Regions from separate parts of the Gossypium hirsutum genome. Here region 1 is linked to region 2. A link is a contact called in public Hi-C data. All regions are on one chromosome and are shown on one strand. The core of a region is the stretch at or near the end of the contact, and the rest is flanking DNA. Distances in the headings are between cores, read along the strand shown. Region 1 has its middle 5.9 kb from the start of LOC107918373. Region 2 has its middle 36 kb from the start of LOC107919889.

The links. Hi-C and Micro-C count contacts between places; a contact is called where the count stands out from the background.
Region 1: a Hi-C map of callus shows a contact between it and region 2, with 2.2 times the contacts expected there. The contact joins two enhancer-like sites. A contact is called at or near these places in 3 of 34 Hi-C or Micro-C datasets (callus, hypocotyl and petal).

Annotation. Positions count from the first base shown.
Region 1 is chrD13:53,427,163-53,430,609 of Gossypium_hirsutum_v2.1, forward strand. No RefSeq gene overlaps it. Among protein-coding and RNA genes, the nearest start is that of LOC107918373, 5.9 kb to the right of the region's middle. Within about 2 kb of position 1,834, at least 6 of the 9 cell types and tissues checked have an H3K27ac peak or open chromatin away from gene starts, as enhancers often do.
Region 2 is chrD13:53,368,018-53,371,512 of Gossypium_hirsutum_v2.1, forward strand. No RefSeq gene overlaps it. Among protein-coding and RNA genes, the nearest start is that of LOC107919889, 36 kb to the left of the region's middle. Within about 2 kb of position 1,669, at least 3 of the 9 cell types and tissues checked have an H3K27ac peak or open chromatin away from gene starts, as enhancers often do.

The DNA.
Region 1 (3,447 bases), core at 584-3,083, 59 kb after region 2:
ATAAGCTAAATCTAATAGGGTTGGGATTACTTTTGATGAAACCTTAACTATTTTTATGGATGCAATATTTATCTAATTTACTTTACTATTTCATTTGATTGTTCCTATTTCTTAGTTAGAATGCAACGATCTCTAGACATAGAAAGTTGTTCGCATACTAAAAACTGATTCTAATTCTGAAATGATTGGATTGGTTGGATTAAAATTAAATAAAATGAGCAAGTATTCGATTGACACTTCTAGTCGACTCTAGACATAGAGTCACGATCATACAGAAGGAACCCATGCAAGATATCTAAAAAGCCTTTAGACAAGGGCAAGGTAACTTGAGGTTTTGCTTGCGCGAGAGGTAGGCCATTTTAGAACTCTTCTATGCAGTAAAGTAGATTCGATTTTGCCAAGGCATTATTGATAGTAAGGGTCGATTCTGCGTAATCCCGACCTTCCGACTCAACATCACTCTATCTTTATTATTTTTCGTAGTATATTTGTCACAGCATATTTAGTTGTCTATTTCTTTGTTTACAGCCTATTCGGATAATCACTCTTGTTATTACCAATACATTTCTGCTTTCACTTTTGTCATAGCATTTCTAGTTATTCATTAATACCACGTATTGCTTACATCATTACTCCACTAATTGTCAGTGCATATTTATGATTGACTTTTGCCATAGCATTAATTGCATTTTATTATAATAACTTGATCACTTTTGTGCCTCAATCCAATCATCGTGGGAACGATACTCACTCATCACTTTATTACTTGAACCGACGTGTATACTTGCACAAATTATCATTTCACACGCGACATAGCTCATCTTGTATAAATAATAGGGCTCGGTCCTTACAGATTGTTAGAGTTCTTTCTCCATAAAAATAAGTAGACATTTTTGCTTTCATTTGCTATTCTTGCTGTTGTTCGATTCTTACAGTTAATAAAGATAAGGTTGCTGGTTTTGCTGTGGTAGCTAGGAATGGAAATGCTGAAATGTCTAGGGTAGGCTCGGCTTTGGAAATTGCAGCAAAAGCCATGAAAAAAGGAGTTCAACTTACTATGAGTAATAATTTTCCTAGAGTAATTTTGGAGACTAGTTCTTAGATTTCGTATAAAGAGGTTGTCTTGAATAATGAGTTCCAGGAATTGGAGAATTTTTACTTATATGCAAGATATTAAGATGATGAGTAAAAAATTGATTCTCTTATTTGTTAACAAAGTGTAGGAAGCTAATTTGGCAACAGATTGGCTGGTTAAGCAGTTGAAGAAAGGGACGAGTCTTGGTGATTGGGTCAATAAGCCCCATCCTTTCTTGTGCAAATCTCAACCTTATCATCAAGCCAAGGCTTATTTAGATACAATTTGCAAATATTATCTATAAAAAAGCTAATAAAAATATTCGCAAAATTGTACAGAATTGGATTCATTGCAATAATTTAATTACTATTATTGTAAAAATATATATACTATAAAAACCGTCAAACCTTTAGCTTTTTTAGTAATATAAAAAAGTCATATATTGGTTGAGGATTGAGGTATCAAAATAAATGAGGAATCATATTCCGTCTAGCCGACTTTTGAATTAATTTAATTGATAACTATTCAACTCTTCAATAATCCATCAATTATCTAATTGAATTAGGTTTAGATTGCATTTTAAAAAAAAAAATCGTTATTTTTTGGTAATGAAAAAAATAGTAATATATGTCTATTTTGAAAGATAATGGGAAATAAATTAATTTTTGTGATATTTAAGAAAATAGACCTCTCTCTAAAATTGATCTAAATCTTTATTTTTATTTTTTTTAATTTTACCTGAAAAAATCGTAATTAAGACATGATTCTACTTCAAACTGTGCTTCTAACCATTGAGAAATAAAGTAAGTAAATAACTAAAAGAAAAAAGAAAAAAATAATTGAACGGACATAAATTATTCAAAGAATGCTATGAATCTGGGTTTTTCCTTTTTTTCACAATTATTAGTTAAGTGCATGAAAGTAAAGAATTTAGAGGAAAATGATGTGAAGAAACAAATAATGGGAGGGACAGCGAAAGCTACGAATGAGAGAAGGCCACGTAATCTGATAAGGAAAGAGGCGTTCCCACGCATCCACGCGTTCAAATCCAACTGTTCAAGTGGAGGCTGCCCTTCTACCACGTGTGATTTTCTTCCAATTTTCGAGCTCACATTTTTAATTAATAAAAATGCCGACTCACAGTATTTTTCCAAAAAAAAAAAAAGAAAAAGGAATCTTTGATGTTTTAATAGAATTGAAGTTAAGAAGTGGGTCTTTCCTTATCTTCCACCTAGGATGTTCATTTTAATAAATAATTCACACACAAAAATCTATTGAGTGTGACTCAATGGTCAACTACGATCATTGATTGCCTTTCCTTCTTTACCTTTTTCTTCCCGTCATTTTTTTCTTGTTTTTATATGACCAAAAAGGATACAGTATTTTTGACCCACATATCAAATGTTCTACTTCCAAATTTATGATCTTTTTAAATTTCAAATTTACTTATAAATCAACTAGCACATGCTGTGGCATATTATTTTTTGTTAACATCTCTTAGAATATTGATTTGTGTGGGTGGAGTCATTAAAGATTATGTTTATGTTTATCCTTTCCTTTTTCATCCTTGTTTTAATATATTTAAAACATGGTTGAATGTTGTTGTTTTTTTAAGTTTCTGTTGAATAATTAATTCAATTCAATCACAATTCCATTTTAATATATCATTTTGTCTAACTTCTAATTTATGAAAATATGCATATGCATCTGCTATGCAATTTTTAGTTTCACTCATGAAAATTCAGCATATTTCATAAATATGGTCAATTATTTATCTCTTCAAAGAGCATCCGTAATAAAAGATTAGTTAATAAAGCAATCGCTATTATAGTAGATACCTTAATTTTAACCAAACAAAAGTTAACATGCATTTATCAAAAAACTAGATTACTGTCCAATTCATTAAATAAAGATAACAAGATTCATATTCTTTTTGAATTTTTTTTTTATATTTGTCTATACAATACGCTTATTTCTATTCATGATCTCTCAAATTTTTAAATCGAAAGAAAAAAAAACATGTTTGAACACACGTCATCCTTATTATTGTAATAATAATGTGTTAACTAAATTAAGGTTCAATCTTTTAATATTTTTATACTTAAAAAAGAAAGGTAAATATGTGTTTTTAATTTTTATTCCACAAAATAATATTTTCAATTGTGTCTTTATTCTACAAAAGAAAGGTAAATATGTCCTTATTATTGTAATAATATTTTCAATATTTTCAAGGGGTTCTGCGTACAATGGGTTGCCCGTCTGTTGTTCAAACTGAATTGTGGGGTGCGTATGAAGGTTTGGCTTTGGATTATGGATTTCATAAGGTTATTTTCCCTTTGTTACAACATACTAAGGTGGTGTGAGTGTTGTGG
Region 2 (3,495 bases), core at 419-2,918:
TTTAATAAGAGCAGGGGCTTAATTGCTATTTTGAAAAATTTTGAGGGTCTTTTTGATGCACTTTGAAAGTTCAAGTACCCAATTGAGTGAAAAAAAATAGGGGCTTAATTGCTTTTTATTTTGAAGAAGTTTAAGGGCCTTTTTGATACATGTTGAAAGTTCAAGTGCTCAATTGAGTGCAAGAAAAAAAAGGGACTTAATTATTATTATTTTTAAAATTTGAAGACTTTTTACCCCTAAAATCTTTTAATTATGCCTTTTTGAGTTATGGAATGCAATAGGGATAGAATTGGATTGTCCCTAATGGAATTTATGTTTAACTAATACCATATTTAATTGAGTTTTTAAATAGAAAGTATACATAAGTTTTACAAAACTATTTAATTAACGTATCGAAACTTACACAAAACTTTACATATTAATTATGCCCTCTACCTAATATGTTTTCTAACTTAAAACTTTTTTTTAATTATTATATAATTTGATATAAAATTTAAAATCAATGCAACTGTAATTATTTAGTATTAGGAATATAAATAATTCCATCCCTTCATATATGTACACCCACATTAAGTCAAATGCAAGAGACACAAAAGAGCATCCATAACTTTTTTTATTCATTGTTGATCCAAAAAAGCCTTTTGAACAGTAGAGACCCGGTGGCATGGATTGACGCTTGGATGGATTTGTTTCTTTTGGGGTTCACTCTAAGGCTAAACCAGGTTACAAGTAAAAGTGATATGGAAATAATAAACTCATATAATGAAATCCACCATACATCAATCAAGCTTTTTGATGAAGCTAGTAAAGAAGGGGATCTGCAATTCAATTTAGACCGCTTATTTGGAGAATCTTTTCTTTTCCTAAGTGCTTCTATAATTTGGTAGGATCTTTCTTCTTCTCTATTATGTTAATTATTGGTTTTATTTTGGGACCATATACCCCCTCCTGCATGCTCCACGTCTTTTCCTTTAGCAACTCTCAACTTTTTTTCGAAAATTTACCTATATTCTTTGTTTTATAACTAATGCATTATTGATCGACACACAACCCTTTTGCTTTTATTTTTAACCTCTCTCCTATATACATACAATTCTCAAATATTAATCTTAATACTTCATAACTCATTAGTATATTTGGATTAAAATAGACATATCTTTATCAATCAAAAGACACTCGAATATGGACTTGGATAAAAATTTTAAAAGTTTTTGACTAATAATTACCTATGAACACTTTTAGTGAGGCAATAGACTAAGTATAAGATATATGGGGGGGGGCCTTCTTCGCTTCCATTATCAATATTTGCTATTCATCTTTGGGTAATTGAGAAATATCATAGATATAATCATTAAACTCAAATTCTCATTATTGTTGATAATCATAAGAAAATTTACAAGGCTCTAGATTAGGATATGATTATCTATAATCATCCATCCCTATCTTCCTATATATGCTAAAAAAATGGTTGGATTATAATTTGTTGTGCGAAGCAACAAACAGAGAAAAGATTTGGCCTATAAGATGTGACCATGGAGGTAGAGAGGAGAACTTTATAGGCACGCTTAACGCTTCCCTCATCAAATTAACTTTACATGTATATATGATCATACTTCATAAGAAAGAATAGTTCAATGGTCACATCAAAATTCAAAGGCAATGATGCACACCTGTCGATGAGCTGTTTTGGGTGTCCCAAATTATTGTGAGGGTACCATGCATCTCAACTTTCTTCTTACGTACAACCATTTACTTGTCCTTTTATCTATATCAAAAATTTCGGTTAGATCAATAAAGGTTTTAATTGTACTCTCTACTCTTTTATTGTTTGTGGGTATTATTATTATTTAAGAACTAATAGTAGTGCCTTTTTTTTTACCATATAATAGCGAAATTCGGGTTGTTTTTTTTAAATAACTCTAATTCATTAATTAATTAACTTAAATGAAAAATAATATACGAAAATAACTTGAAATCTATAGTGGTTGTCGGTGCCACCTGACACACCGGTGGCACCACCCTCTCATCATTAGTCAATCATCGACTTTTAAAAAAAAATATTTTTTGAGGATGCTGCCATTGTGTCAGGTAGTATCAGTATGTATTTTTCAAAATACCCATTAAAAATACGTATATTTTGGGAGGAAAAAACAATAATTTTTTAATGGGTGGTGTTGGTCTGCTGGTAGCACTTGTGACAACCGAGAAAAAAAATTTGGGGTGCCATCAATCTGTTAGGCGACACCTGTGTCGGTAAAATTTTTTTTAGGTGCCACTGATGTGTCAAGTGGCATCGATGTTAGATTTTAAAAAATATTTTTTCTTGTGTTGTCAGTGTGTCAGGCAACACCTTTGTCAGATTTAAAAAATGTTTTTTTTTGTATCGTCTGTGTGTCAAGTGGCACCAGTGATCCTGTGACGCCGTCAGGCAACACCACCCGATATATACCCCTACTAGTCCATCCAAAATATTTGATGAGTTTTTGGTTTTGTTGAATTTTTTTTATCTGTTCAAGAGAAAAAATAAGGAAATATTTGTGTTTAGAAGAAGAGAAAATAGATATTGTATCAAATACAAATAATCAATTCTTCGTATACGTTCATTTCGAGGGAGTAATTTTACAAGCACCAGTTGGTTGTGTACTTGAATCTCGCTAGAAAATAGGAATGAGGTTTAATAAGAATGTAAAAGTCGAAGAAATGAAACAAAAAATTAGTACCAAAATAGCTCTTCGTTGTGGAAGGATGATGTCCAAACTATTCTACAAATTTCCAGTTTTCTCAAATTCGTGCAAATGTGCGGAGATGGAACTTTTAAATGATGAAGACGTGGGCATTATAATTGCAATTTATTGCTCGACTGGAACGTAAATGCTGAACCAATTGAGTTGTTTGCTGAGTTAGCCAATGTAGAGCCCATTCAAAATGTCACTCCATTAAGTCAACAATATGGGTTTGACTTTAACCTTAATGTTGGATGGGCAAAACAGTAGGTTATAGAGGGACATCGACATGGGCCAAAAATCCACACTATGGTGGGATTGCGTATAACAACCCTATTTCGGGTCCTCATTTAGAGATACATTTAGAGGTGATGGAATGTTGAAAAAGGACTCAATAATGATGATCATTCTCATCACGAGGGTGAAGATTTTAGTGACTCCGATTTGGATGAGGTCCCGGATGATATCGTCGATGAAGGCGTGGAGAAGGGTGAAGATGTACACCTTTTTTTTTCTTCCTTAATACCCATATTTTTAACTTGTATTTTGAAAAATACATATTGGTGCCGCTTAACAAAGTGGCAGCACAAAATTTTTTTTTTAAAAAAAGCCAATAATTGGCTAATGATAAGGGGGTGATGTAGTGAGTGGGACAAGCAATGTCACTGTAGATTTCAAATAATTTTCGTATATCATTTTTCAATTAGATAATTTCGTAATTAATTAACTTAGGTTATATAAAAAAAAGTCACGAAATTCATATCAGAAGAGT